Regions from separate parts of the Sus scrofa genome. Here all the other regions are linked to region 1. The links are chromatin contacts, called in public HiChIP or PLAC-seq maps. All regions are on one chromosome and are shown on one strand. The core of a region is the stretch at or near the end of the contact, and the rest is flanking DNA. Distances in the headings are between cores, read along the strand shown.

Region 1 (4,939 bases), core at 1,053-3,552:
ATTGATGTTTTTATTATAGTGGATTTGCAGTGCTCTGTCAGTTTCTGCTGTGCAGCACAGTGACCCAGTCACACACACACGTGCACGCTTTTTCTCACCGTATCCTCCATCGTGCCCCATCGCAAGAGATTATATTTCCCTTGTCACACAGCGGGAAAAAGTGGCTTTTTCTCAGGAGAGAAAGTTTTACAAAAAGTCAGAAAACGTGCAAGAGAAAGTTTATTTTCGCCAGGGCTGAAGGGAGGCATTTTTGAGGGTCCCCCCCCCCCCCGCCCCGTCCCGAGGAGGGTTGAGAAGGCTGGAGCCTTCCCCGGGCCCCGGGGCTTATCAGTTGCCATGGCAACCACGAATCGCACTGCTGAGGTTCTAAGCGACTTGGGATGCAGAGTGTTCCCTGGAACACAGTTTGCCCGAGACCCCTCTTCCTGGGCACGGCCACCCGGCGCCCCCCCGCTGCGACCAGGCCCAGGCGCCGCGGAGCCTGGCTGTGCCACAGGGTAACCCAAGCCGCCGGGACTGCTGTTCGGAAACTCTAGCAGGTCTGAGGCGAGCTGGGGTGGCTGCTGGCACGGCCCGGCTCACCTGTCGTGTGATTAAGTCACGGGGTGGCCGCTTGTTCTCTTTGGGACGCGGCCAGGCAGCATTTGTTGGAGTGAAAAATCAGCCTCTGTGTGCAGTGTGGCCGTGTCCAAAGTAACGGGCCCGGAGTCCGGGAGACGAGAAGAAGGGGAAAGCGGGCGGGGGGGGGGGGGGGGACGGGCCAGCAGCTGTGCTGAAAGGTGTCTCGGTCAAGGGTGGCGGGGTGGCAGGAACAGGATGCTGGTCAGCTTGCAGGAAGGGGGTTCCGGGGGTGGCGGGCAGCCTCTCGGCGGAAGAGAGGCTGTCCCGGGGGCTGTGGAGTCATCCGTGCGGCCTCAGCTCTGGCCTCCACCCTCATCTCTGGGGCGCGTCCGCTCGGTTCCTCTCCTCACAGCCTGGGGCTTTGCAGGGCCTTGCTCTCATCACCTGAGCGCTGGAGGCGGGGGGCGTCGCCGTGCCTAGGAGGGCCTGGTAGCCAGCGCTCTGCGGGAGGTCTGACTCCGCGAGGGGCTCTTAAGGCCACGTCTGCCGTTGGTCCCATCACCTGTGGTCTGAGGGGGGCTTCTCTCTCTGGCTGAGTGGGTGGGAGCAGGTCCTCTGAGGAGGAGGCAGAACTGGGGGGAGAGACGGGGGGTGGAGGAGGTGACAGGCATTTGCAGAATGGGAGCACGGCACAGACCCTGACACATCCAAAGGGGCTGGAATGGACACCGGCCGTAAATAAGAGCATCCCTGGATCCATCCTCACTGGCTGGGTGCAGATGCTGGGATGGGGGCCACTGGCCCTGAAAAGGGGGCGGGGGCGTAATTGGCTGTGGATTCTCGAGGGTCCGGGAGGCAGTGTAGCCAGGAGGGGTTGGAGGGCTGCCTTGTGTCTAAAGGAGTCGAGTGATTGAAGGACCTGGTGAGAAGGGAGAGCTGAGTCTGGAGGGAGGGGCCTTCGAAAGAGGCGGGGATTGGCGGTGGGGAGGGTGCTGGGCTTCTGGCTTGTGGCCGGAGTGTGATGTAGAGACACCTTGACAAGTGCTATATTCCCGGATGCTGTTAGGGGCTGAAGTGTAGCCTCCAGAATTCACACGTGAAGCCCTGCCCGCCCCCGCCCCCGGCTCAGAAAGTGCCTCTGCTCGGAGGTGGAGTCTTTAAAGAGATGATGACGCTCAAACAGGGTCGGGAGATCGCCCCGGTCCCCTAGGACCAGTGTCCTTCTAGAAGGAGGAGATGAGGGCCCAGCACACACGGAGGGACACGGGGTGAGGACACAGGGGGCAGGTGGCCTCCACAAGCCGAGGGGAGAGGCCTCAGGACAAACCGACCCTGTGACACCTTGACCTCTGACCTCCAGCCTGCAGACGGGGAGGGATACACTTCTGACGTTTAAGCCGCCCCGTCTGGGGCCTTTTGTCACGGCAGCCAGCGCAGACTGACATAGATGGTGTGGGGAGAAGGTCACTCCATGTGCCTAAAGCAGCACTGGGACTAAAAGAGAAAGCCACCCCACCCCCCATTGCGGTGAGTCATGGGAGCAGAAAAGCCTGGAGGAGGACCCGCCACGGCCAGGGTCAGGGGACCGAGGCGGCTGGGAGGGGCACGGGGACCACGGGAGCCGTGCCGTGGGCCGGGTGGGCTGCCCGTCAGGGCGGGGCGCAGGCAGCGGGCTGGGAGCCCAAGCGCCCCTCCCTACACAGGATGCAGAGCGCAGAGGCTGGGTGGAGTCACAGAGGCAGGAAGGAGCTAGCATGAGGCTGGCAGGACCTTGTCCCTGATGGAGGAAGCAGAGTTCGAGAGAAAACACACACGCTTTGTTTTGTTCGAGGTGACCTCAGGGATTCTGGGACAAGAGGCCCCCTTACCAGGGAGCCCAGAGCACCCCCAGCCTGAATAAGGAGACCTGGAATGTCCTCGGGTGCTTGGGTGTGACAGGACCCTAAGGCCACTTAGGGTCAAGCCCTGCACCCCCGCTGCCTTGGAATAAAACCAGTTTCTCCCTTTTTTTTTTTTGGTTTGTTGGTTGGTTTGTTTCTGCCAAATCACCAAAGCATAGACTCTCTCCGGCTCTAATTCCGAGGCTTAGCTTTTGGAGGGCTGATCTGGCTCGGTGCTTTGCTCTGGCAGCGGAGGGAGTGAGGCAGCCCTGTGCGAAGGTGGAGGTGAGGGTCAGAACAGATTCTGTGGGATTGAGGTGTGCGAGGGAGGTTGCCTGGACTGTTGAGAAAGATGAGTGTGCGCTTGTGTCGTGAGGACGTGCCCAGGCGCAGCAGGGCCGGGCCCTGCAGTACGGCTAAGCCCTGTGCTTCGGACACCTTGCCTGGGGTACATGATGCCCTCAAAACATAGATGGCAACGTACCGATGGCTTCACATGAGCAGATATGGCCAAGACCGCAGAAGCCAGCTCCACGGGAGGAAGGGTCTTTCCGCTGTTTTCCCGAGCGCCTGACACACGCTGGTGTTCAGTGAATGCTCACAGAACGAAGCTGTGGAGCTGGTGGAGCTCGGATGCATTGGTAAGAACTGAATCACCTCCATTCTTTCCCACCCTCCCAAAGAAATTAGACAAAGGACAGCTACAGAAACATCACAGAAGAGGGGACAGAACAGCTAGAAAATGTTCAGCGTCACTCAGAAATGCAAGTTAGCACTATAATTGTAGGCCACTTTATTTTTCTATTTTTTAATTTTTTGGCTGCCCAGTGTATGGAAGTTCCCAGGCCAGGGATCAAAACTGCTTCCACAGTGGCCTGAGCTGCTGCAGTCGGATCCTTAACCCACCTTGCTGCAGGAGGAACTCCAATTATATGCCACTTTGAAATTGGCATGTTGGAGTTCTGGTTGTGGCACAGTGGTTAACGAATCCGACTAGGAACCATGAGGTTGTGGGTTCCATCCCTGGCCTTGCTCAGTGGGTTAAGGATCCGGTGTTGCCGTGAGCTGTGGTGTAGGTCGCAGACGTGGCTTGGATCCCACGTTGCTGTGGCTGTGGCGTAGGCTGGTGGCTACAGCTCTGATTCAGCCCCTATCCTGGGAACCTCCATATGCCGCGGGAAGTGGCCCTAGAAAAGGCAAAAAGACTAAAATAAAATAAAATAAAATTGGTATGTATGCTATTTTGAAATTAGCAAAGATCAAACGATGATACCGCCTGCTGGCATGAATTCAGTGAGATGCTTTAGGTGAGAGTGTGAGTAGGTGTAATTTTCATAAAAAGTCATTTGTCAACGTGTATCAAAAATTATAAAAACGTTCATAAGAGAAGATCTAGTAAGATTCTGATTATAATCATAAGGCTCAATCTTAGAGCAAATCCAGTTCACTACACTGAATTCTCTGTTACAGGAGGGTATTTGTGATGAAGTGGCTGTATATTTATGTTTGAGGAGAAAATATTGGTAATAGAAATAGCAAAGAACTCAGACAAGTAGAAATGAACAATCTAGAAAGTGTCCACACATCAAGAATTGTGGGCTCTTTTTTTTTTTTTCAATGCAGAATAAAACAACCCCCAAACCCTAGAAGACTGATTGTCAATTAAGTTCTCATCTGCCCAGAGTTAAGACCAAATCATTCCCTGCTGTTTTATACTGTTTTACCAATTTTCAGCTTGCATATCTCAAGTGTATGCCATTAGATTGTTTTGCTTTTAAAATTCTTTAGTAAGCGGGAGTTCCCGTCATGGCACAGCCGAAACGAATCTGACTGGTATCCATGAGGATGTGGGTTCCATCCCTGGCCTCGCTCAGTGGGTTAAGGATCCGGTGTTGCTGTGAGCTGTGCTGGAAGTCGCAGACGTGGCTCGGATCTGGTGTGGCTGCGGCTGTGGTGTAGGCCGGCAGCCGTAGCTCCGATTCAACCCCTAGCCTGGAAACCTCCATATGCCGCAGATGCAGCCCTAAAAAGACAAAAGACAAAAAAAAAAAAAAAAAAAAAAAAAAAAAAATTCCTTAGTAAGCATTTAGCTAACACTTGCAGTTAAATTACATTAATAATTTATATTCTGTATAATATGTTACAGGCCTTCAGACACATTGTACTTTTTTGACCAAAGTGCTTTCCTTGTGCTTGGCTTCTGGCCGAAGGCCTGGTGACCTGGCCTTTGCGTGATGGCATTTATCCTTTTAACATGTTCACAGCCTGTTTTATCATATAGCTGTTTCAAAAACTAGTAGAGCCTCTAGTGTGTGGAACAGTGACATGGAAGTCGTTTTCAAGTTCGAAATAGGATGGAGTGTCAAATATCAATCCTGCTGAGCGTCCTAACCCCGTCTGCGGGGATTTGCGGGTGGGTCTGACCAGGCTGCTGGAATCTTGTGCCTTCAGATTTTATTTGATGGGCAGGTGGGACTGCTCTGGGGCCAAGGGGCTGT
Region 2 (4,939 bases), core at 783-3,282, 260 kb before region 1:
CTCACGACCGAGAGTAACAAGGACCCGCTGCCCATCTCTTCTCGGAGGGCCAAGGACTTACGCCCGAGTCTGACTCCACTAAGTGAAGATCCGTGCTGTCACTGGACCGGTCACTCTCATGAGGCAACACCTTTGATTTCCAGTTTTTAGATTCATTACGGTAGAGCAAGAACTTAGGTTTTTTGCAAACCAAACTACAACAGCATCCTACGTCCTTATGGTTATTTCTCTCGACTGTTCACAGGGGTCTTGCTCCCCCTGAATTTCACAGCCACTAAAAAAACAAACCAAACCAATCAGGATTATACACAAGTCTGCCCAACTCAGTTTCACAGAGACTATTCTTTCTTAAAACAAAACAAAACAAAAAGTAATATTTCACTGGCTTATATACTTTTTTTTTCTTTTTAGGGCCATGGAGGTTCCCAGGCTGGGGGTCAATCAGAGCTGCAGCTGCCGGCCCACACCACAGCCAGGGCAACGCCAGATCCTCAACCCACTGAGTGAGGCCAGGGCTGGGCCCAGCCGGCTCCGGGAGGTCCAGGAACCACTCCGTTTGTTGGCTGGGGGTTGGTCCTTTCGGTCTCCAAGGACTTTAATGCAAATGGATGATGTTCTTGTTTGTGCCCAGATCCATGGCCAGTTCTCAAAAAACCCCAAAAGTTAGGCTCTTCAAGTCCCTGAACCAGGGCCCGCCCCGTGGGGATGGACGCCGCAGAGCCGTCCTTTTGCATCACGTGCCTGTAAGGGACACTCCGTCCGGCCTTGTTACTAATTTTTAGAGGACAGCTCATGGCTCTGGGCTGGGGTAGAAACGTGGTGTGATAAACACACGATTGTGGCGTGGCGATTGTGGCGTGGCGTGGGCACTCTGCAGGGACGAGGGCGGAGGAAGAAGCCGTCCGCGGGGCAACTCCCAGCAGGGCTGACAGTGACTTAACCGGCCCCGGCCAGGAAACAAGGAACGGGTAACCACAAATGGAGCGGTTTCCCCAATAACCGTGCCGAGGACCTGCGACGGGTGGTGACCGCGCACACAGACTGCGAGTCAGGCCAAGAGAAAGGTGGAGGCGGAGTCGCCAGCGGGTGACCTACAGAGACAGAAAACAAGGCCACCAAAAATCTGAGAGAAAAAATATTTTAAACCTTGAGGGTCCACAGTTCTGGGCGTAGCTCCCCCCAGGTTGCTACAGTGCCCCTGGGCTCATCTGGGGGTCCTGACCCTCCAGAACAAGGTAAAACGCTGAAGAGCAATCCAAAGAGACCCCCTGCTCCCTGGGGCGCCTGATTTTCACATCCTCCTGTCAAGCTGAGGGCCAGGCACACGATCCTGTCACCGAGAAAGGGTTAAAGAAAACTGCTCTGTTTCATTATGCTAAACGCACTTCTGAAAGACTGCTGTGGCAAGTTCCAAATCTCAGGAAACACTTCTTCAGAATCTCAGCTTTCCCCACAAGCTAAGGGAGAGGACCTGCCGTCCCAGCGTGTAAAGGTGTCAGGTGCTGCCAGGCTTCGGGAGGTCTGGGTTTCCGCACAGCCGGGATCCCAGCCTCTGGGAGGCAGGAGTCAACCCACGTCTAAACAGCCATTCAGTTACCCCATCTTTACGAAAGCGGAAGTAGGAGTGCCGCCTTATAACAGGGACTAAGGGCCGACCCGTTCCCAAGTTCTGCCACGGGAAGAGCACCCAGTTCCTTCTCCGTTTCACTGGAAGGGGTTCCCAGCGAGGGACACGAACCCCTAACTTAAGTGTTGCAAGGCTGAACACACTAAACAAGACCCACGTTCAAATAACAGCATCAGGGAAAGGTTCACGGAGTGTTTGTCACAGTCGGAGGACTGGGGCATGCCCTTCATCCTCACGCGTCCCCACGCCCATCTTCCAGGTGGGGGGACGGAGCCCAGGGTCACGGAGATGCCAGGCTCAGGCAAGGCTGGAGCTGGCTGCCCTCCCTCCACCGCTGGGCTGTCCTTCAGAGGACCAGTGCTGCGGGCAGCCCAGCTCCTGCCACGCCCGTGTCACATCCTCGAGGCCTGCCGTCTTTGTAGCACTCTGGCCCTGTCCTCAGAAGCTAAGAAGGCGGCAGGCACCCTGACTACTTCCTCAGGAGACTGAATTTCTTACTCATTATAGCGTTTTAACCGAGGGACTGACATTCCTTTTTTAAAGGGATTTCATGCTTCGTTTTCCCTGTTCTGTCTCCAGAGGCAAGGAGGGGTGAGTGCAAACAACCTCTGGTCGGGGCCCCACCCAGTTCAGACATTCCTCTCCCCCTGCCCACCCCTGCCCTCCCTCCAGGCCCAGCCAGAGAACTGACATCCAGCAGCTGCACTAATCTCTCCCAGTTGCCAGGAGCAACAGTGATGGCCCTGTGACAGGGCCCTGGCCCGCAGCGGCCTGCCCTCCCCACGCCCAGGAATCCGCCGGGCTGCACACCGCGTCCTGACGCCCTGCCCGGGCTGTTCCACCGAAGCGGCGTGGTGTGAAGCGGGGCAGGTCCAGGGGCTGCTCTGCGGGTGGGCTGGCGGGAGCCCAGGAGCCGAGTCTCGGAGGGGCCGTGGGCAGGATAGGGAGGGGGCAACCCTGCCCAAGGTGCCTCCGGCTTCCGGCTACGGAAGGGCACATGCCCTCCCCTCGCTCAGCCCCCAGCATCGTTTCCAATCTGCTCCACCTGGCTGAGCCTTGGAGACCCAGGGACTCTTAAATTTGAGATGCTGACGAGGATTTTGTCATGCCCTCTCCCTATTTTTAGGTTGACATTTAACAAGCACGGGACCAGCGCCATGGGAATCTCTGTTAGGGTCCCCTGCAGATGACGGGCGGGGGCGGGGCAGAGGCAGCGGGGTGCAGTGAAGGGAGCCGAACACTCCTCGGAGCACCGGAGACTCCAGAGGAAGAAGGTTCTGGCACCTCTCCCCCACCCTGGCGGCACAGGGAGCTGCCCCTGCAGAGCCCACCAGGTTCCCCTGGCACGAACTCCCACTGCAGATTTAGGGGTGTCTGTCTCACAAACATCCAGGATCCCGTCGGATGGGGCAGAGGCCCTGAGCCGGGCAAGCACATGGGGGCGCCACGGCATCGGGGGTAAAATGCCAAGGGCAGCTTTCGGCCTGCCAGCCAAGCTTGGACAGCAGGCCACCGGCCCACCTGGCCTCAGCCTGACCCCCTTCACTCCGCGAGAATGGCTCACTCACTGTTTTCTGACGGCCCTTAAGGGGCCCTGTCTCCACCGTCACTGCTTTTCTCTTAAGTCTGGTCAAGCGCCTGGCGCACAACAAGCGTTCATTCATTTGCCAGATGCAGTTTAACTGAAATAATTTTTAAATTATTGAAATAATTTAACTGAAACAATTTAAAAATTATTTATTACCTGATCTCCTTTCATCCAGAAGCCACATAAGATTAGGTAACTTTTGCCAGATTCCACCCCCAGCTGCAGCCACAGAGCCACTGGACCACCCAGATGCCTCCTCTCGCAGCCCAGCCCCCACGACAAAGCCCTCCCAGCCTCAGGTGGGCCTGCCCTGGCGCAGGGGGCTGCGGGGGGGCTTGGAAGATGCCTGTTTTCATCGAGGTGGGCTGCAGTTTCACCCCGTGCGCCGGATTGCGAAGATATCATATGAAAACCAGAATGTAAACACAGCACTGACGACTTCTGTAGTGGCACCCCATGCTGGATGTACTGGTATGTCGGCAACGCATGACTGACTCTGCTACTTCTTTTTCTTTTTAGAAGGTGCTACTGGAAATCCTGAAAGGGCCCTCAGCCTTTCTGCAGTGGTCGGGCTGACCTGGACTCCTTCCCGCCCAGCGCGGATGGCCTGTTACCCTGTTCTATTCTTAAACCAAGCACAACGTTCAACACCGCAACGTCCCCGCAAGGGATGTCCTCTCCACACCACCTGCTCGCTGGACGCTCTGTCCGTCACCTCCAGCTCCAAGGGCCAGTTCCCAGTGAGCCTGCGCTTCTCGTCTGGGGGGCTGCGCGGAGGGGCCCAGCTGCCGCCCGTCCTGCAGAGGCGCAAGCAAACCCGACCCTCACCCTTGGGGCGGCTCGAGTCTTGGTTTTGCTCTGTGCTCACACTTCACTGATTGGAAACACAGGGGACTTCGGGCGAAAGGCCTCAGTGTTTACACGGGTCTGGATCGCCAACACCTTTTATTAAGGAACAACGGCACCTTGCCAGCTTCGGGGACAGGGGTAAGGGCAGGAGAGGGAAGCCAACAGCTGTTTTGAGTTAAAAGCTTTCTGTCTGAACTGGCAGCATGTCCCAGCGTGGCTCTGCTGCCTTTGGGGTTTGCAAATGGAGCTGGTGCCTATTTTAGCCCCGGGTTAACAAGCGGTCTCTCTCACCAGCTCCTGTCACAGTTCACTGCCCGGCTGGGCCCTGCTGGCTCACGCCTGCCCCCGCGGCATCCTCTGATAGCAGGCTATTATGTGGAGGGCAGAGCTGAGAGGAGAAAAGGGAAATGAACTCCGTTCTGTAATCAGCTCCTCTGGTTTCCAGACGCAAGCCCCACCCACCGGCAACAGCCAGCAGCAGGGGGATGGCCCGCTCGCCGTCCCCTCGCCCCCGTGGACGCAAGGCAGCCTCTTCTTCCGCCACTGCCAGCGGGCCGAATCCCCGCGCGGCTACACAGCTCCTGCAGCCCAGCTCCCCAGACAGAGGGGCGTGACCGAGTGGGCGAGGGGGACAGGCAGGACTGGAGGTTTACCTTCACGGCCTCGGCATCACGGCAAGTGATTACGCACCCAGTCATGAAAACCCGGATCCAAAGTGATTCCGGCCCCCATCCTCTCCGAGCAGCAGGCCCAGCCCGTCCCCAGATTAGGGCTTGTCCAGGAGCACCCACGGCCTGGACCGGGCAGCATGTAGAAAGGGGGTACCCGACCCTCCTCTATCACTGCTCCACACCGTGCTGTGCAGCCAGCACCTG
Region 3 (4,939 bases), core at 1,373-3,872, 210 kb before region 1:
TGCAATTAGACCCCCTAGCCTGGGAACCTCCATATGCCGTGGGTGCGGCCCTAAAAAGACAAAAGACAAAAGAGTAAAAATAAAAACAAAATAAAAGAACAATAAAAAGTCCATCAAGGAAGTTCCTTGGTGGTTCAGTGGTTCAGCGGGTTATGAACCTGCCTAGTATCCATGAGGATGAGGGTTTGATCCCGGCTTTGCTCAGTGGCTCAGGGATCTGGCGCTGCTGTGAGCTGAGGTGTAGGTCGCAGACACAGCTCAGATCCCGGCTGCCGCTGTGGTGTAGGCCGGCGGCTACAGTTTAGGTTTGACCCCTAGCCTGGGGAATTCCACGTGCCTCAGGTGAGGCCCTAAAAAGCAAACAAAACAAAACAAAACAAAACAAAACACCAGTCTTCCAAGCAACCACCTCAATCCACGTGGGGAACCACAGGGAGGAGAGAGCCAACCGGACGGCTGACCCCGCAACGTCCACCTTCTGACCACGGACGGAGAGGACCCCGACGTCAAGGACGTCTTTCGGCGGAGCGGAGTAACAAGAGCCACCACTCTGCTGTCCGGGGCTCTCCCAGGCCTGAGGGATTCCCGGAACTCCGAGTGGAAAAGCACAAGAGGGTTCTGAGAAGAAAATTCAAGATGCTCCTTACCTCCACCCCCACTGCCTGGAAAAAGGAAAAAAAGGGAAGGGGGGGGAAGACCGGTGAGGAGAGGCTGTGCCCTATGGACGCAGCAGAAGCCCCAGGAGCTGGAAGGGTTCTGGGTTTGCCTCCCCACACAGGCTGGGTGCAGATCCCATGGAGGCAGGATGGCCTGGAGAGGGCAGAGGTCCCTCCCGAGCGCAGCTCCAGCCCCGGAGGAGATAAGGGACAATGCTACGTGAAGCCAGAAAGAGGAGATTAAGGCTTCTGTCCCAGGACCAATGAGATAGCGAAGAGGAGATGAGAGATAAAAGGAACCACGGTCTAGCGAGAAAGCCTCCCAGCTTGTGTGGACCTGGAGGGCCCTGCAGTGGAATCTAACATCTGCCTGCCGCCCCGGGAGATGGGCTCAGCTGGATGCCGCGGGTGTCAGCAGAAGCCCACCAACGACAGCACCGGGCCAGCCTAGCGGGGTGCTGGGCCTGAGGGATGTCCACAAACACTCGGGGTGCTTGATGCCTGGAACAGCCCAGGAAGAGCCAGGGCGCCGGTGTGGGGCCAACCCGGGAAGGGCTGACAGCACTCCAACCCCAAAACGCTCTGGGCTCCCAGGGGACTTAACCAGCAGCAAGCACATCTCTCTGAGGCAGGAAGTCCCGGCTGGGCCGGGGAGGAGACCCAACCAGACTGGCTGTGGCACCATAGCCATGCCTACAAAGCTCGGGGCAAAACTGTCTCCTCTAAACCAGGACGGCCTCGCGTGTGCTCTGAAGGCCGACAGCTGTGATGACGGCTCTGAGTTCCAGGAAGTTGATGTGTTTCTTGGCTGAGGGTTCAGTCTATGCCTTGGGTCGGGCAGCAACTCATGCGGCCCCCTCCCCCTCGCTGGCACGGGCTTTGGTCAGAGGGAGCCTTGGAGTGTCACGTAGAGCATTCGAGCAGGCCCAGCGTGGTCGGCCAGCCCGTGAGCTGCTCCAGCCAGTTCCGGATGCTCCCCCTTGGGTGAGGAGGGGCTACCAAGGGGTGGAGGGGGAGATGCACCCCAGGTACACAGCCCAGGTTCAAGACAGCAAAGCGGGGAGGGCGGCAGCCACCCTGGGTCCCAAGGCCGTGTATGCGCTCACGCCTTCGGTTGTCTGTTGACCTCTGTCCCCGCGACATGCCCCCCACCTTTTTCTTTGGAGGGCTGCACCTGCAGCCTACGAAGTTCCCAGGCTGGGATTAAATCAGAGCGCAGCCATAGACCTACACCACAGCTCACGGCAACGCCAGATCCTTCACCCACTGAGCAAGGCCAGGAATCGAACCTGCATCCTCAAGGGTAATAGTCGGGTTTGTAACCTAGTGAGCCGTAACGGAACTCCCAACACGCCCCCTTTCAATGGTGATCTTTACCTGCTGTTCAAAGCTCTTCCCTGCTCTGGCCTCAGTTTACTTCCTGACTCTCAGGACGACAAGTCCCCACACTCGCCACTGAGTTTCTTCCCCCAGAACACACACCTGCACTGGTCCCCGAACCCCAACCCTCATGGGCCACTTTTCCCAGGATGCCCCCACTGGCTGGAGGCTCCCTGTTCCAAACCCTGACTCGGAGACACTAGGACACTAAAACTAACACTAAGACTGAAAGACTAGGGCCCAGACTACTGGTGACAGCGGCCACGGCTTTCTAAATAACGCTCAGCACGCGCTCAGCTCAGCACCTCGTTCAGTCCTCGTAACCACAGCCCTGGGAGGGCCAGTCCCCTTGTGTAGGCCTCAAGGTCACGGTGGCAGAGCAAAGTGGATCTGATCTAAACGCTGTTTCTTTTGGACAAAATTCCCGCCTCCTGGCACAGGGCTGGAGAAGGCAGATGCTCTCCATCAGTCACGTTCTCTGACTGCTCACCATCTTCTGAGTCATCTCGGCCCCTCCAGACTGCTCAGCGCCTGGCCTCCCGTTTCCGCCTGTTTCTAGGCAGGAAAAAGGACTCCCTGCTCCCACCTTCTCCTCTGCCTTCCTCTCGGGCAGGAGCAGGGCTGAGTCCACTGCCAACTAACAAGTTTGCTGCCCGGAGCCGGTGGCCACGCCCAACCCCGCTGCGCAAAGGGACAGGAATGCCACTGCACACCCTGGTCTTCGCTCAGCAGTGACGGGAAGAAGGCACCAGGCGCTTGAAACCCCGAATCCTGAAACCCTGCCCAGTCCTGTCCAAGGGGCCAGGTCCAAGTGACCCACCAGCGCAACCTCCAGCTCAGAAGCGACCCGAGTACACCAGGCTGCCCACCAAATACAACCCTGGAGCCCACACGCCTGGGCCCTGGAATTCCAAAGGGACGGGCGTGTGTAAGTGCTGGGGCAGGAGGGGGGGCACAGCCGGTGGGGAGTGCGCGGAAGAACCACGCAGGTCACCTCCCCAAGGAGATCGACAGTCCCGTCTGGTCACTGAGACGCTAGCTACCGCTGACCCTCCCTCCAACACAGCCACCCCGAGTCCCCACCCAGCAGCATCTTGGACCCTGGTTAGAAATGCCGACTCCCAATAAGCCAGTCATTCAACCAACACCTTAAACTGACACAGGTCAACTACACCTGCAGGAAGAAATGAAGGTTTCCAGGCGCCACCCAGAACTAATGCGAAAGAAACCCCTCTGGGTCGAGCCCTGCAGTCTGTGCGTTGGCTCTCACCAAAGGGAACAGGCGCTGTGCGCGGAATTCTGGAAGAAGGGTGACGCCAAAGCAAGGGAGGCCTGAGAAACCTTCCTGCTATGAGGATCTGAATGAAATCACTCCTTATCACCACCCCGCCCCCCGGAGCAAAAGTCAGTCTCTGGAGCAGAGCCTCAGATCCCAGGTCTAACTTTAGCTTTACCTACTGCAAAGAAATAATAAAAGAGTCAAGTAAGTAAGGGCGGGGGTGGCGGGAGAGGGCGCCATCCACACGGGGCCTAGTCTAGCTCCCCCAGGAACCAGGATGCGTGGGACGCGAGGACGGGGCCGGGGCCACAGTGCACAGGCAGAGCCGCTCAGCCTGGGCCCCCCCGCAGCTCTGGACCCTCAAAGACCCCCCCACACCCAGAGCCACGCCGTTCACCAAGCTTGTCCGCTCCAGGGTGCTGTGGGATGGTCCCCAAAGGTGAGCCCCTTGGCCAGGATTCCCGGCGGCCCTGGACACCCTCTGGGTCTCCCTCCTGGCAGTAACTGTCCACTGTGCCAGAAGGCAACCCCAGGGCATCCCAAGGCCTCACCGGTTCCTGTGTTTCTCTCTTAATGAGACCCATGGTGGAGGAAGGAAAACGGACTGGCCTTGAGCGGCTGCCCCTTCTGCCCAGGTTCAGGGCCCCAGCCCGGCCCCCCCCCCCCCCCCGGGACACCAGGAGTAACACAGGCCACCGATGCCACCCTTCAGAAAGAGTGTGCATGGCCTTCAGGTGAAGGCACACGTCCACATGGAGTAAAGTGTGGCGGGAAGGGCAGCTCCGGGCCAAAGGGCCGTCTCTCCTCTCCAAATAAAGACCGGGGGGTGGGGGGTGGCACTGCTCCATTACACACAACTTCTGCGGGAGGCAGGGGTCCTTGTCCACCAAACCGAGCTACGTGAGTCAGAGGACAGCTGCTCTTTCAAAGAGGAAGTGTGGAGAGGTGGGGCGGTCGTCTGGCACAGGCTGGATGAAGCCACCCTGGGGTACCATTCCTGCATCCCTCTGCGGGGCTCCCGGCTTCTCTGGAGGGAGGAAATGGGACCAAGTCCCAGGTACACACTTTGCAGTGACGAGCGGCCTCCACGCGGCAGCTCCCCACCCCGCCCCCCCAGCACTGAAGGAATCTCATCTCACTGCTGCCAGACTTGGAGCCACTTGGCAGCTGCCACATGGCAGCCATTTGTTCCCTGGCAGCCCTCGAGCGCGGCCCTGTCCCTCTCCCCAGGTGAGCCAGTCTTTTTTCCTGGCCACCAGGACCTGGTATTTCATCACCTTCTTGCCCAACTTGGCAGAAACCAGTAGGGTTCTCTCCCCTGCAAGGAAGCTGGTGAGAAAGGGAGTGGGCCGGCAAGGGGTGGCCCCGGGGCTGTGCACAGACCCAGGGCACCCTCACCTACCCCCAGGGTAGGGCAGGGTCTTCCCTGCAGGGGATAAGGTGTGGAAGCCCCCACCCCTCCCCACCCCACCCTCAGATCTGCTCTGGGGCTTATCAGGAAGGGTGGGAGCGGCCCCCACACCATACCTTGGCTGAGGAATTTAGAACCAGCAAAGGAGGCTACTGCTACCAGAAAGCAGGATTTCAGTCCAAGTGTCAGCCGTCTAGGGTTTGTCTAACGCAG
Region 4 (4,939 bases), core at 950-3,449, 190 kb before region 1:
GAATACTGAGTAAAATAAAGGCAAACTCATAAGAGCAGGCCAAGCGACCTCTAAAGTCGCTTCCAGCTCTAAATCCCACGGTTCTCAGAACAAGTCTATAGTTGGGGCTTGGGGGGGTCGGCGGAGGAACCACTCCTTCCTTTTACTCTTCTCATTTGATGACTTACAATTAAATTTTAATATTTACGTTTTGAGGCTTCCTTCACACTTGAAACTCCTTTTCTTTAATTTTACTTTTTTTTAATGGCTGCACCCTTGGCATATGGAAATTCCCAGGCCAGGGATCGAACCCATGCCTCCACAGCGACCTAAGCTGCTGCGGTCAGATTCTTGACCCGTGCCCCACAGCGGGAACTCCCGAAACGCCTTTTCTTTAGTGGCTCTGTCTGCCAGGGTATACATGACTTCCCTGGTATCCACCAGAGAGTCCTCTCTGATCCCTACTTTAAAAACTCCAATTTTTGTGTATTATTTCGATTAAAAACATGGCAATCACATTAGGAACGCAGAGGAACAAGCCAGTAATGGTATTGGAACATCGTTTGAATCTGTTCGTGAATCACTTTTTTTTCCTGCAAATCTGGTGAAAATAAATCATATTTTGGTATCTGGACACACGGGAAGGTTGATTTGACACATCAGGTTAACCCACTAAGCAGCTGCACATCACGGGGGGGGGGGTGCGGGTGGGAAGCATGGAGAACTTAATTTTCCATGTAAAACTCCTGCGTCTAAATCATTCTAAAGTATCTCTCAAACTTCCCCATCTCTGAAGCAGAGCCTGGTGAATCAACATATGATTAATCTAACCTTTTTGGGCGATGACTCAGGGTCACTACAATGAACAACTATTACACAAGGTGCCTTCGCAAACGACCGTGCCAGCCTCCCCGTTCGGCCCTGCTCCCGCGCCACAAGGCCGCAGTCGGCCATGCTGGGGTTTTTTTAGCTGAAATCTGTACTGCGGGCGTGTGGACCCACATGCAGTCATAAGCAGTAACACGGAAGGCTCCTCGGCTCTCTTAGCCCGGGGTCCCCGGGGGGGAAACAGCCACGCCGTGGGACTCTTCCCGCTCATGCCTGACATTCTCTCTTGCTGCTCTCAGTGCGTCTCCTTCCGACGGCTGTTCTCCAGCCACACGCGCCCCCCCTCCGCCCGCCCCTCACCAATTCTGACCCCTAATTTCTTGTTGAAAACGGGAGACGAGGTGGTCAGGGCCATACCTACAGGGAGAATGATGGAGCTCTAGTGTGGGCCTGAAAGGACCATCGTGAGTCAAGGGTAGAAGCGACTTCCCATACCCGACTGGCTTCTGAAGCTTGATTTTGCTGCCCTCCCCGCCAACACACACACACACCCCCTGCTGGTTCTCTGTCACTCACATGCTAAATATTCGGGACCTGAGAATGCCAAATAAGTGACCTCCACCTAAGTGATATACGACTTTTGAGTCAACCGAATACTAGCTAAGCAAGCGCTGTTTCCATAACTGGTAGCTGGTACTCCGGCAGTACCCGAGCTCTTACTCTGAACATTATCTACCAAGCACTGTTAACAGCTTGCGATGAAATACACAGCCTGAAAAAAGAAAAAAAAAAAAAAAAAAAAAAGTCCATTTCTTTTTTCTGGACTCTCTGATATTTTAAAGGAAGTAGGAAGTTTTAACTTTGTACTACTTGGAACAATTCAGTTACGTAAGTTAAAGACATAAGGTTTTTAAAAAGATAAAGCGCATAATGAACGTGCTTTAGAGACTTCAGTAAATAAGAAAACTGTCACTTTGTTCTTCAGCTGCATTAGGAACTTCTCACACAAAGAGGCTTGATGGAGGCAGACAGAAAGGGGCTTATCAGCTTAAGAAACGGGAAGGATGGTACAATTAGCTGTCACACAGTCAGATATAATTCAGAACTCGGACGAGGCCAGGGAAAGAAAACCCGGCAAGGAAGGTGCCCATCTGCTCTTTCCCTAACACCCACATACATCCCAGCGGGGCACACCACCTTTTCTCCAGGGTTATTGATACATGCGGCCTGAGAAGAAACGCAACAGCCTGTGGAGGCAGGAGGAGAGGAAGGAAAATAAGAGACGGAAAAGGAAGAAGTCTCTTATCTGAACCACAAGTGCCTCCCGCTGCTCACTCCAACAAGCTGAAGTGCTAGATCCTAGGTATTTGGGTGGGAGGGACCAACTGACCCAGCCCTGCCAAGTGCAAAAGGGCCGCCCCCGGTTCTGCGGAAAGCTGACGCCCTAGCCGGGCACAGCACAGCGAAGGTGAAGTGGCTTGGGGGGAGGCTCGGGAGGGTGTGGGGACGTGGGGTGCGAGAAAGCAGCTTCTCCACCGGCCCCCACAGTATCTGCTGCCCTCACAGTGCGAAAAGATGCTCCAAACCCAAGCAGCTGAGGACAGGGGACCATGAAATGCGAAACGTGTGTGGGGTGAAGGAGCCGAAGAAAAACAGGGGTTTGATTCTAAAACAGATGTACCAAGAGAATCCAGTCTCCTCACGGGACAAGATGGTTTCCTGAGCTTTCGCAGGGCCAGACACACTGGGATCAGAAACATGTTTCGAGCAGCGTGAAGACGGAAAGAAAAAAGGCCCCTCTCCCTCCTCCCTCCAAAAGTGAAAAAAGACAGCGCGGGCCACACACCAGAAATAGCCGAGGCAGCTTCTAAGCGCCAGGATCTGTGCATCAGGAGCGGCTCCCCTGCAGCGCGTGTTATAGCGAGCTCCAGCCTGACTATATATGGTATGTTTACGGAGGCTCAGACACAAACACCACGCAGAACTGATGGCAGACCAGGCCTGGCTCTTAGAGAGCTCGGCTTCTCCGCGTTTACGGCCACGAGATAGCCCCTACGTCCAAGAAGACTCCGGAGGCTTCCAGAAGCATCCTCTCACACTCACTGGCAGGGACTCCCCCTCGCTGCCCTCCACGTCCCCATCCCGACCTCGCCACCCCCACCCCCCGCCGTCCTCCCCCCAGGCCGTCCACCCCGCAGGCCCACAGAGGCATAAATGCACACTCAAGAATGTCTCTTTGAATGGGGCCTATGTTACATGACCAAGGGCACAGACCTGGGTTTCTCCAGAAACAGCTGGCAAGGCTGAGGCCTCTCAGCACAGCCTCCTCTTTGCCACAAAGTATTTTCATCACATCAAATGTCTTGCCCAGAGAGGGAAAGCCAGACACTGAAGTGGGGAGGGGGAGGGGAGCAGGGCTAATGGGAAGATGTTTGAACGTCCTGGGAGAGGAGCAGGGGGTCGGAGGAGGAAGGAGAGAGAAGGAAAGGGGGGAGAGGAGCAGAGGGGGAGGCTGCCCCACTGGCTTTAACAGTCTTGCCCAACCTGTTCTGCGGTGCGCTGGCTCGGTTAACTCCTTTCTGGCAAACGGATGCACACAGCAAGCCTTTCTTCTTCTTTCTGCCACAGCCCGGCTGCAGATGAAGGCCGACGTGAAGGCCTTAAATCCCAAAGAAAAGGGCTAAAGCCATGCCTGACTGGACTTGAACCCATCATCGGTACCAGGCAGTGGGAGACCTTCACTGGCGGCCCGCAGGCCGCCTGCTCTACCACCCTCCCAGGCCCCTGCACCTCCCGACTCCCCCCTGGCAAAGAGGGAAATGGAGGTTGGGTGCTGCCAACAGCTAAGTGGAGGTGAGGGTGAGTGAGGCCCAGTTTTCAGCCACTGGAACTAAGCACTCTGCCAGAAGGCAGCGAAAGTTGGTTTTCCTTCTTGTTGCTTTCTGCTTGACGTGAGGCATTTATGGGGTTAACAGAGAGCTGCAGACCAGAATTTACCTGCTTAGCAACAGAAGCATCAACTAAGCCACATTGGTTGTTTTGACACAGGAAAAGCAGTTTCTACCTGGTGAAAATACCTGGTGATGTTTCAGTTGCCACTTCAAGCAACACACATATTAATCACAGGAGAAGGGCCGTCAGGAGACCACGGAAAAGGGAGAACAGTCCAAAGAGCTGCCCCTGCTCAGAGGTGCAGACCACGAGCGAGCATGGAATCGCTGGACCAAGGAAGGAACACGTGCTCTAAAAGTTAGGAGCAGACTCCAGGTGGAGAAACAGCTCCTGGAAACCCCAAAACCTGGGGTGACCTTCCCCTTAACTGGTCTGCAGCTGCTTAGTCAGTCTTTTTACCTCGACCTTCAAGCCTCTTCACAAAGAGACAGATTTGAAAAGGAAAGCACGTCATCTCACAAATGATTAGACCTTCTTCTTCTTTTTTTTTTTTTGTCTTTTTGCCATTTCTTGAGCTGCTCCCTCGGCATATGGAGGTTCCCGGGATAGGGGTCTAATCGGAGCTGTAGCCATCGGCCTACACCACAGTCACAGCAACTCGGGATCTGAGCCGTGTCTGCGACCGACACCACAGCTCACGGCAACGCCGGATCCTTAACCCACTGAGCAAGGCCAGGGAGCGAATCCACAACCTCATGGTTCCTAGTCGGATTCGTTAACCACTGAGCCATGACAGGAACTCCTAGACTTTCTTCTTCAAACATACCTGCAGGTCTCGATTTTAACAAAACTGCAAGTTCGACCTAGAGGCTCTATATTCTCTGTGTAAGAGACGTGAATACAGTTCTAGAAACGTGAATATCGATTTGAAAATTAACTACAGGTGTTCCCATCGTGGCTCAGTGGTTAACGAATCCAACTAGGAACCATGAGGTTGCGGGTTCGATCCCTGGCCTTGCTCAGTGGGTTAAGGATCCAGTGTTGCCGTGAGCTGTGGTGTAGGCTGCAGACACGGCTCGGATCCCACGTTGCTGTGGCTCTGGCATAGGCCAGTGGCTACAACTCCGATTAGACCCCTAGCCTGGGAACCTCCATATGCTACAGGAAGCGGCCCTAGAAAAGGCAAAAAAAAAAAAAAAAAAAAAAAGAAGAAAAGAAAATTAACTACAGAAAGCTTCTT
Region 5 (4,939 bases), core at 1,003-3,502, 150 kb after region 1:
AAGAGGCCAGGGCAGGCGTCCCCGTCTCCCCCTTCCCACTTATACTCTGGGTTCCCACACACTGCAGAGGGCGACAGGCGGGCACTTAGACCAGAGCAGGGTAGTCAAAGGGGCCAAAGACTTGGCCGGAAGAGAGCGCAGGGGATGCTGGACTTTAAGACCCGTTCAGGAGATAGAAGTCGAAGCCTCTGGCCAAGACAAGAATGACCAGACCGTATCATCGCCCCACTGGCTCATTGTCTCACTGTAATGTCCCCTCCGCCACCTGGAGCAGCCTGTCCCCCCTTCCTACCCCTGCTGGGAAGGGAGTTTCCTGGCGGCTCAGTGGGTTGAGGATTCAGTGTTGTCACCGCTGTGGCTCCATTAGATCCCCGACCTGGGAACTTCCGCAGGCCATGGGCGTGGTCCCCAAAATGCGAAGGACCCAGAAGCCACGTGGCTCTCACATGTGGCTCCTCCCTCAGCCCCATCTGTTTAATGAGAGGCTGACCGCTGGTGCTCTGGCCCAAAGCTGCAGAGGCGTCAAGGGGCTGAGGGATCCTTGGGAGTTCCCAGCGCTCTGGTCTGTGGCGCCTCCTGCTCTTTTTCCTCCGTGGTCCCTACGTGTCTCAGGCGGACGCAGCAGATGGAGTCTCTAACTCTGCTGAGTGTGCTGGGTGTTGGGTCAGAGGCTGCTGCGGGGCAACAGTCCCAGTCTTGGGACGTGGAAAACATGATGCCTTAAGCTGAGAACTGGAGGCTTGTCTCTGAAAAGAGAAAGAGCCCATTCCTGGGAGATGGCTTGACCTTTTTAGTGACCGCCCGCTGTGGGGACCACCTCCTGGTCACAGGGCGCCGCTGGCTTCCCAGGTTCGGCTGGTGCACCAGCTCCGGATTCCACGCAGCTGCCCACTCTGCTCCGGCGGTGGGCTTGTCCCCAAAGAGGGACGCTGGCTCAGCCTTTTCTAGACTCCGAGGGCTGCTCGCCCCAGGGAATTAATGGCTGTCTTTTGAAAATGGTTTTCCTTTCTTCTTTCTCACCTCATTATTTTATTTACTTTCAACCATATGCAAAATGTCTTTCTGAAAGAAGACAAAGCCCAGAATCCAGGGATCTGTTTTCAGCAGAGTGGGTTCCCCCCACCCCGCCCCGGTCACTCCCATGTGCTCTGCTTCATCTCTCCCGAGATGCACGCAAGCCCTGTGTGTCACAGGTGGCGGCTGGGGGCAACCAGGCAGGGCAGGAAGTGGCAGACAGAGGATGCTTCCCTGCTGCTGTGCAGCTGTTTGCAAACCACCTCCCCAGGCCGGCCTCCTGCAGCTGGACCTGGTGGCGTGCAGTTATGCAGCACTGCGCTGCTACAGACAGATGCCAGGACCCGTGCAAACTCCCCAGAGCACACGCCGCAATGAACAGGAGAAGCCCTTCCTTCCCTCCGCACCCAGGTCCTGGCGTTGCTTGCTGACCCAGCACATCCACATTAGCTGCATCTTCATGACAGCGTTTTCAGACAGGGGTGGGTGTCACGGGTGCTTTCATTAAGCTGATCTCAGCATGTCGTTGTCCCCGGTCCTGCATGAGGCCCAGGGCTTCCTCTGCGGGCGCAGGATGGCCATTGATTCCTCCAAGAGGCAGTGAGGAAGTTAACAACGCGGAAGGTCACCGCTCAGCCTTCCTGCCCCATCTCCTCGCCCTGCTGGCTCTATTTTTATTTGGAGAGACAGCACAATGCTTTGGTGGAGGGTGAGGGCCTGGGAGAGTCATTTTCAGGGGGAAGAGGTGGGGATGCTGGCCCAAGAAAAACGTGATGCTCTACCTGCTTTTGTTGATCTGGGCTCTTTCTATTGTGGCTCAAACAGTTGGAAGCTCAGAACCCCTTAGGAGGAACCGGTTTGCTTTAATGGTGTAAAACTGGACCCGCAACAACCCGCCCCCTGTCTGGTCTGGGTTGGAGGCCAAGCCAGCTGTAAAAGACGATCTGTGGGGGGGATAACTGCGATGCCACAGCCCCTGGTGGCCTTGGAATGGCGCTGGTCCAGTCCTGGCTCTTGCACGCTCGGTGGCTGTGCACTTCTGCACGCCTCGCAGCATCTCCCGGAAAGAAAACACACTCGGCCGCCAGGTCTGGCCTGTCTCTCCTTTCAAGTCGTTTCCAGGCCTCTGCTTTGGCGCCCTTTCGCTCCCTGCCGCCCACCGCTGCCCGGGTGTGCACAGCCCCGGGACACACACGCTCTGGTGCGTTTCCCCAGGAGGCTGTGTGGGCGGGGCTGGCCAGGCGTTTCCTCTGCGACGTCCCTGCTGCCCTCAAGCCCCAGATCCCTCTTCTTGGCCCTTCGCTCATTTCCCAACAGAGTTCCAAACTTAGAACTAAATTCAGATCAGCAAAGAGCATGCGTGAGGGAGGGGCTATGCTAATCAGGCTGGAGCCCCAGACCCGGAGCCCGACCCCATTGGTTGTCGGGGCGGCCCTTCCCCCACTCCCTGGCTGCCCCCCCCCATCTGGGTGAGCTGGGACCGCAAAGGGCCTGGTCCTGTGTCTTTCAACACTCTCACCACAGTTATCACAACCCAGAAGAGTTCGGATGGCCCCACAGCGCCTGCCTGCTGTGGGCACGGGGGGGGGGGGGGGGGAATGGAAGAACCTGTGCCCCCAGGAGGTGGTACAAGTTGAAGACATAGTTAGGTTCCCGATAAAGGTTCAGACTGATGCACACGTGACCAGTTTACAGGATTTTCACAGGGATCCAGCAATTACCAGTGTGTAAGCCTCTGCTGGGTGGGTAACAGGGGATGAAGGATAGAGCGGGCGGGACGAACTGGGTATTACTGGGACCAATATGGAAAATTCTGGAAAAAAGCATCCCTTGACCATTCTGCCTCTCTGGGCGCAGGCCTCCGGAGGGCCTCTCTTACTGTCCTGGGTCTTGCAGCTGGCCTGTCCCGTTCCTCTCTCCCCTTTGACCATCTTTGTGCCACCCGATCCAGCCTCACACACACTTTTTCTACCTCACGGATCTCCAGTTTTCTTCTGCCGCTAACAGTTTTTCTTCTCTCACGGGCTGTGCCTGAGCCAGTGTGGACCATTGCTAAAGCTCAGCGGGACGAAGGAAGAAGCAGCCATGGGGTTATGCCCTTCCACGCCGCCGTGCCCCCCGCGTGCCCAGCTGCCTCCCCTCGCACGTGCTTGAGAAGCAGCTGCTGAGGAGGGAGGCGGAGGGCTGGCCAGGGCGGGGGCCCTGCTTCCACTCTGGGGTCTGGGGACCTCTGCTTGCCAGTTCTCGTGACATAAGTGGTGACAGACCCCGGCATTTCGATGCCACTCTGTGAGAAGATTTATAGTGTTTTCTGGGATGAATCATAGCTCACCGTGTTTCTTCGTCATGTAGCTACAGAAGCTGGATTTTTTTTTCTTTAATATTCATGAACAAGGTTTGAAGGGTTTTTGTCTTTTGTTTACCCCTCTTTTTAGGGCCAAATCTGCAGCATATGGAGGTTCCCAGGCTAAGGGTAAAATCGGAGCTGTAGCTGCTGGTCTACACCACAGCCGCAGCAAGGTAGGATCGAGCCACATCTGGGACCTACACCACAGCTCAGGGCACTGCTGGATCCTTCACCCACCGAATGAGGTCAGGGATCCAACCAGCCTCCTCAAGGATACTAGTCAGGTTCGTAACCTCAGAGCCGCAATGGGAATTCCTGATTTGAGGGCTCTGTTTGTTTTGTTTTCGGAAACAAGTAAGAATGGGTGATTTTAAAAATATACGTATGAGGCATTTTGAGGAGTCCTCCATACCCAGACTAAGACATTTAGGTGTTAAGGGCAGTGTGCAGTGAAAAGTCATTCTTCCCTCCAGCCCTGGGGTGGGTGTTCCCTGTTTTCTTCTCAAAATGGTCTTGAAGAAATGGGAGAGTTGCTGCTTTAGGGGAGCAGCCACCAGACCAAGGGCTCTTTCTTGTGACCGCCTAGCAGGGGCCGGCGTCCAGAAAAGCCTCACTGCAGGACAGCGACTGTGCACAACTGAAGTGGTTGCCCTGCTGCTTTGTGGAGAGAAGAAAAGGAAGAAAAGTGAGGCGTGTGAACAAGGCGCGTAATGGAGGTTTTCGGAGTCGTAGGCTGGCGGCGTACTGGTTTTGTTCTGGAACAGTCCACACGGTATATTAGCCAGCCACTTCTGTTTTTCCTTCTATGCCCTCCCTTCCCAAGTAAGTGCTTGGCTCGTACAGGGAAGAGATGTGAGTTAGAAAGAAAAGGATGGGGTTTCTTGGACTTTGGTGTTTTCTTGGAGCCCTGCTGTCTTCTTCCCCTGTTGAGGGGGCCTCTCAAGGGTGTCCCTGTCCCCAAACACTCAGGGGAGGTGTAGCAGGCGTGAGCCTGACTAGACTCTGGGGAGGCTGGTCCCCTGGGGCTCTGTGCTTATGCATCAGGGATGAATGAACAGGGCAGCTGCCAGGGTGGGCATGCATGTTGCATAATCTCTGCCCATGTGCATGCCGCATGGCCCTGCAGGACTTCGCTCACAAAACACAAGTTCAAGGATAAAATTATGAGGAACTTCAAGAGGGCGACCACGAAGCATTGAACCAGGCGCGGGGCCCTCGTGAGCACAGGGCCCTGGGAAACTACCCAGACTGATGGCCCGTGAAGTCGCCCTGCACCCAGACCACTAAGTGCACCCAGACCACTAAGCCCTGGAAACCACGAGGCAAGACGCTAGAGGCCACCACTGGTACCCCGAGGATGGGAGAGCCGAGAGCCGAAGGAGCTTGGCTTCCTGACATCATTGAACCTCGGGCTTTAATCCCCTGGGAGCTTGCTGGCCTTCTTATCACCTGAGATAACAATGTCTTGTTCTTATAGCCGGCGTGAGCTGCGTTTTGTTACTTGCAGTTGAAGTATCCTAATGTGTGTGAGAGGCGTTGCATCTGCAAGGAGCCACTGCCATCCTGCTTTACTTCCTG
Region 6 (4,939 bases), core at 983-3,482, 130 kb after region 1:
AATCCGCTGAGCCACAGTGGCAACTCCAGAAAGGGGCTGTCATCCGGCCCTAAAGCAGACAGACCAGGGCACAGATTTGAGAGAGAGGTTTGTGGCCTCAGCCGGCCGTGGAGACTCTGCATTCAAGCTGAGCTGCGACAGTCAAGAGATGCGAGGCAGGATGTCCGAAACGGGGAGTGCCTTTGGGACGAAATGGATGTTTCAGATTGGTCGGGGTGCACCCGAGTCTGGGGTGTTAGTTTGGGGGTTGCTAGCACGAAGCCTAGGTGCAGATGGGCTCACGCAGGCAAGGACCCAGAGAGAGCCCCGGTGAGCTCGTTCTTCGGGGTTTGCGTGGAGGAGGACAGTCTGGCAAAGGAGGCTGAGAAGAGAGGGGAATCGGGACAGGGAAGAAAAATCCAGAAACGGTGGCCCTAAGGGGGCCAGGAGGGGAGAGGGGGTTTCTGTCTTGCACCCAAGCTCAAGGGTCTGGAAAGATGGCTGAGGTAGGTGACATGGAGGCCAGCCGTGACCTTGGCACGAGTGGAAGTCGGATTGGATTGGGTAAATGTTTGGAAGGAGAGAAAGTGGATATAAACTGTGTTGACAGCTCTTTCAAGAAGCTTGGCTGTCGGAGTCCCCACCGTAGCGCAAGGGGATCAGCGGCGTCTCGGGACTGGCTGGGCAGGTTCGATCCCCCCGCCAGGCACAGTTTAGGTGGAGACTGGCCTGGGAACTCCACATGCCGCAGGGCAGCCAAAAAAGAAAAACAGAAGGTTGGCTATAATAGACGAGAGCAGTAAATGGAAGTGAAAAAAACTGTTTTCAAGCTTCTGGGGCGGGGGGGGGGGGGCGCAGTGGAGAGGGAGGGGCAGAGAGGAGTAGCGGGGTCAGTGAGGGACTGAAGCCCTTAAGTCACCTGCCTTTGATGCTTGCTGGGTGCTTCTGCCTTTCAAACAGAAGGGATGCCCACGGCATTGGGTGCCTGCCCATGACGGGCGTCTGTAGGCTTGGTTTGTGTTATTCTGATGAAGTTTGAGTCTAGGTCAGTGTGTCCACTTTGGTCACATTATTAGAATCCCCCAGGGAGCTTTTCAACCTCCCTTATGTCCAGGCTCACCTCGCAGGCTCATTACATCAGAATCTCTATGTTGGAATCCAGGCATGGGGGGGGGGTTTAAAGTCCCCCCACCAGCCAGGCCAGAGCACAGCCCCCGAGGGATCAGGGTCTCTGCTGGAGGTCAATGGGGGGGGGGGTCAAGGGAGTAAACTCTGGGAGCAGAGGCCACTCACCAGTGCTGGCGGCAGCAGCATGAGGCCCTCCCGAGGTGGGTGATGCTGCGGTTCCCGTGCCGACTGTCTGCTTGGCTCCATGCTTACCTCCGCAGAACCACCTGCTGGATTTCAGGTTTGAGGGCAGCAGGTGGTAGAGGCTTTAACTTCCATGCCTCCATTTCACCATCTGAAAAATGGACGTAACGGCACCGCCTTCTGGGATCCAGTGCAGTTCTGGGCACACAGCTTCGGGCAGCTCATAAAAGTCACCATTCGCATCTGCACATAACCCTCCTAGGGTGCGAGTTGGGGCAGCAGTGAGTGAGAAGGATAGATGCGCACTGTACAGACGAGCTTGTTCAACAGGCCGTGAGGACTCTGGAGGGATTTCGGTCTGCGGGGATCTGCTTTTGGAGTCCTGGAGACGGGGGCGGGGGGAGGGGGAGCAGGAGATCTGGCCACTCGGGCCGTCCTCACAGGGCCCCGGTGCACTGTCCTGCTTGGACTTTGTTGCTTTCCATCTTTTCTGGAACATTCCGGCCAGCGCACAGCTTAGGGAGCAGGTGATGAAAGATTAGGGCTCCCATTACCCGGGCTGATGGAGTGGTATCTAGTAAGCGGGACAGGGAGAGCCAGAAGCCTGGTTCTCATCCTCCCTGCTGGTCAATTACCTGACTGGCTACGGTCAGTCGGCATGAGTGACAAGGGGCACATTTTTCTAACTGGCTCCCGCAGGGCCTCGCCATCAGCTGAGAAGCAAGCCTCTGCCGTGAGGTGGGGCTCTGGGCTAGCCACGCGGAACAGGAGATACTTATTGGAGCGGCTTCTTATCTCTGGTGTGCCTTCCTCCAGGGGACCTGTAGTCATTACGGGAACCCTTACTTTGCTAAGTCCCGGCCAGCGACGGCGGTGTGCGACTCTCACTGGCGGCCATCTTGCCCACAGAGACTACAAGTCCCAGCATTCATCGCGCGCGTCCCGGCCACGCCCCCTGCGAGCGGGGAGGCCCGGGCCAGCCCTCGCCGCCCTGGTAGATGTCCTTCCGTAAGTCAGGCGAGCTCGCAGCCTGCCACCCCGGCCTCAACTTGGGTACACGCTTTGTTTCAGTGCAGCGGTGGCGGCCCGTTGGTCCCCGCGGTTTCTTTACCCCGTGATGAGCCAGGAAAAGCAGATCTGCGGCAGAGAGCTGCCCCAGGGCTCATTCATTCCACCATCCACCAGAACACTGGCAAGACGGAGGGTTTTGTCAGATGGGAGCTGGGGTAGTGAATAAAAAAAGTGAAACCAGATGTTCTTCCCTCTGGTTGCTTCATATCCACGCAGGGGCTTGGAGGAGGAGGCCGTAAAAATGTCACAGCCCTTGATTCCTGAGGCCAGATTTACGCTCTGTGTAACCTTCCACCATAAATCCCCCACCTCGCTGGAGCGTCGGCTTCTGAAGGGGCAGAGCCCAGCTGCAGCGGTGACCAGAGGCTGCAGAGGATGCAGAGTGGACGAGGCGGGGGAGCACGGGGGCAGGGAGCCTGGCTGGGAATCAGCGGTTGCTTTTCAAGAATTTTCAAGTGGGCAAAAGATGTTCCAGGATTGACTTGGAGTTTGGCCTTCTTGGGAGATAAGCCAGGCTCTATTTTGCATTTTAGCCTGAAAGGGAACATGATTGCTCTTTGGAAAGTACTGGTAGAAGCAAGAGAACTCAGTAAGGACGGAACCCAGAGAAGCAGGGTTGGTCCAAGTGCCCCTAGGAGGAAGGAGAGGTGGACACTGCCCCAGGAGGGGGCATCCTCCAGAAGCTGGAATGTGCCCTCAGAGCTGCGGGAAGGGGAAGCCCTGGGACTCTGGCTTTGCAAGGACCGTCCTATCTGCCATGGGGGGATGGGCCTGTGGGGGTGGGTCACGAAGGAAGCAACAGCTTAGGAGGCTCTGACCAAAGTCCAGGCAAGTGATGACGGTGGCTTGGTCCAGGTGGAAGCCACAAACACGGAGAATGGAGACTGGGCTCAGATGGGAAGAAGCAAGGATGCCTCCCAGTTTCTGGTGAGCGGCTGAGTAGACAGTGGTGACGCCACTGAAACGGAAGCCTAGAGGAGCTTCAGGTCTGTTGAGGGGATTAAGACTTGGGTTTAGACACATTTAGAAATGCTTATAGAGAATTCCCATTGTGGCTCAGTGGGTTAAGAGCAAAGAACTGGTATCCATGAGAATGCAGGTTCCGTCCTTGGCCTTTGCTCAGTGGGTTAAGGATCTGGTGTTGCCGTGAGCTGTGGTGTAGGTTGCAGATGCGGCCCAGGTCCCCTGTGGCTGTGGCTGTGGTGTAGGCTGGCAGCTGCAGCTCCAGCTGGACCCCTAGCCTGGGAACTTCCATATGCCACAAGTGCGGCCCTAAAAAGAGAAAATAAAGAAGAAACACTTAGAGACACCTCCAGGGATGCTTTAGTGACCTGGTGGGGGTGGGGTCTAGAGATGGGAAGAGAAGCGGGGGCTGGGCTCTTCGTTATGGAAGATACTTAAGAAGATAGGCGTGAAGCTCCTGCTCAGGCCACAGCTGCCCTGTACTAGTGATGCCCTGTACTAGCGAGTGTGGTCACCTCCTGACCTTTGTATAGCTGCCAGCCAGTGCCAGGGGGCCTTGGGTCATGGCTGCAGACACACGGGTGACAGTCCTCCCACCTGCAGTTGGCGTCTCTCCATCTTCCCAGCTGGGCTCATGAGGCCGCCACGATTTCACTGCAGGCCTTCCTGGTAGCTGCCGGCCTCTGGTGGCCCTTCCCACGTGACAGGAAACCTCCTTACCAGCCTGACCCCAGACCAGCGGCAGTCTCCCCAAGTTCTCCATTTCTGTCTTTTTTGCATCATCTGGCTCGAATGTTCTGCTCTCTTAATATGTCTCCAGCTTGTTGACATTTTTACAGTGGGCATAACCTTATTGTTTCATTATTAGTCATTAAATAGGAATGATTTGCTTTTTCGTTTGGGCCATGTGGCTAAGAGTGTTGCACTAGTTTCTAGCACCTTCTAAACGGCCAAGTTCCGATAGCTTGAAACAATGCTTCTAGGAATGTGTCTAAACAGCTGGTGGTCAGGATGCCAGTCAGAGATGCCCACTTGCAAGGAGGCAGGTGGCACCAAACCCTGCTGTTCATGCTTATGGTGGCTGGTTGACTTCTATTTTGCATAGCAATTTTGGCTTTTATTTGTTCTAATTAAATAGGAACAACCTTCCGTTCAGTGAATTCTTCACATAAGATGCCTCAAATAACCCTCCCTTCCCCCGCCTCCAAATAAGGCTGAAAACAGATGCTGTTTGTACCAGAGAGTTAAAAGCTACACTTGTGTGGCTGAAGCCAGGACACATGCACGGGGAACAGCTGAGAGGTTTCTTGTGGTCCAGTGCAGGGGCTCTTGTGGTCCAGGGGGATCTGATTCATCACCCAGGAGAGGCTGGAACTTGTGCTGCTCTGCTTCTCTCTCCCCTGCTGCCCTTCTGATAGGGACAGTTAGAGTAGGATAGTTACACAGGTAGTTGCAGAAGTCCCAGTAGGCGACCAGAGATAGAGAGGCAAACCTAGGGACTTTGGAAGATCACTGTAAGTTCACGATGGCTCAAGAAGCCATCAGAACATCATGGAACAAAGCAGCCTTGCTTAACTATAAAACCAGAACTAAAAGCATGAGATATGCCTCAGGT

Evidence for each region. HiChIP or PLAC-seq counts read pairs in DNA pulled down with a chosen protein or histone mark.
Region 2: a contact with region 1 is called in an H3K27ac HiChIP or PLAC-seq map of skeletal muscle. The contact joins two enhancer-like sites. A contact is called at or near these places in 1 of 47 Hi-C or Micro-C datasets (embryonic fibroblasts) and 1 of 2 datasets of contacts at active chromatin or transcription factors (skeletal muscle).
Region 3: a contact with region 1 is called in an H3K27ac HiChIP or PLAC-seq map of skeletal muscle. The contact joins two enhancer-like sites. A contact is called at or near these places in 2 of 2 datasets of contacts at active chromatin or transcription factors (alveolar macrophages and skeletal muscle).
Region 4: a contact with region 1 is called in an H3K27ac HiChIP or PLAC-seq map of alveolar macrophages. The contact joins two enhancer-like sites. A contact is called at or near these places in 2 of 2 datasets of contacts at active chromatin or transcription factors (alveolar macrophages and skeletal muscle).
Region 5: a contact with region 1 is called in an H3K27ac HiChIP or PLAC-seq map of alveolar macrophages. The contact joins two enhancer-like sites. A contact is called at or near these places in 2 of 2 datasets of contacts at active chromatin or transcription factors (alveolar macrophages and skeletal muscle).
Region 6: a contact with region 1 is called in an H3K27ac HiChIP or PLAC-seq map of alveolar macrophages. The contact joins two enhancer-like sites. A contact is called at or near these places in 2 of 2 datasets of contacts at active chromatin or transcription factors (alveolar macrophages and skeletal muscle).

The regions. Positions count from the first base shown.
Region 1 is chr7:4,355,369-4,360,307 of Sscrofa11.1, reverse strand. No RefSeq gene overlaps it. Among named protein-coding and RNA genes, the nearest start is that of RREB1, 150 kb to the left of the region's middle. Within about 2 kb of position 2,302, at least 30 of the 83 cell types and tissues checked have an H3K27ac peak or open chromatin away from gene starts, as enhancers often do. A contact at or near this core is called in alveolar macrophages and skeletal muscle, where this site is marked.
Region 2 is chr7:4,610,439-4,615,377 of Sscrofa11.1, reverse strand. All of the region lies in intron 8 of RREB1 (ras-responsive element-binding protein 1), which reads right to left. Among named protein-coding and RNA genes, the nearest start is that of SSR1, 73 kb to the left of the region's middle. Within about 2 kb of position 2,032, at least 31 of the 83 cell types and tissues checked have an H3K27ac peak or open chromatin away from gene starts, as enhancers often do. A contact at or near this core is called in skeletal muscle, where this site is marked.
Region 3 is chr7:4,566,949-4,571,887 of Sscrofa11.1, reverse strand. All of the region lies in intron 1 of RREB1 (ras-responsive element-binding protein 1), which reads right to left. Among named protein-coding and RNA genes, the nearest start is that of RREB1, 57 kb to the right of the region's middle. Within about 2 kb of position 2,622, at least 32 of the 83 cell types and tissues checked have an H3K27ac peak or open chromatin away from gene starts, as enhancers often do. A contact at or near this core is called in skeletal muscle, where this site is marked.
Region 4 is chr7:4,546,116-4,551,054 of Sscrofa11.1, reverse strand. The region is part of intron 1 of RREB1 (ras-responsive element-binding protein 1); the gene reads right to left. Among named protein-coding and RNA genes, the nearest start is that of RREB1, 36 kb to the right of the region's middle. Within about 2 kb of position 2,199, at least 37 of the 83 cell types and tissues checked have an H3K27ac peak or open chromatin away from gene starts, as enhancers often do. A contact at or near this core is called in alveolar macrophages and skeletal muscle, where this site is marked.
Region 5 is chr7:4,201,699-4,206,637 of Sscrofa11.1, reverse strand. No RefSeq gene overlaps it. Among named protein-coding and RNA genes, the nearest start is that of LY86, 96 kb to the right of the region's middle. Within about 2 kb of position 2,252, at least 34 of the 83 cell types and tissues checked have an H3K27ac peak or open chromatin away from gene starts, as enhancers often do. A contact at or near this core is called in alveolar macrophages and skeletal muscle, where this site is marked.
Region 6 is chr7:4,224,319-4,229,257 of Sscrofa11.1, reverse strand. No RefSeq gene overlaps it. Among named protein-coding and RNA genes, the nearest start is that of LY86, 120 kb to the right of the region's middle. Within about 2 kb of position 2,232, at least 66 of the 83 cell types and tissues checked have an H3K27ac peak or open chromatin away from gene starts, as enhancers often do. A contact at or near this core is called in alveolar macrophages and skeletal muscle, where this site is marked.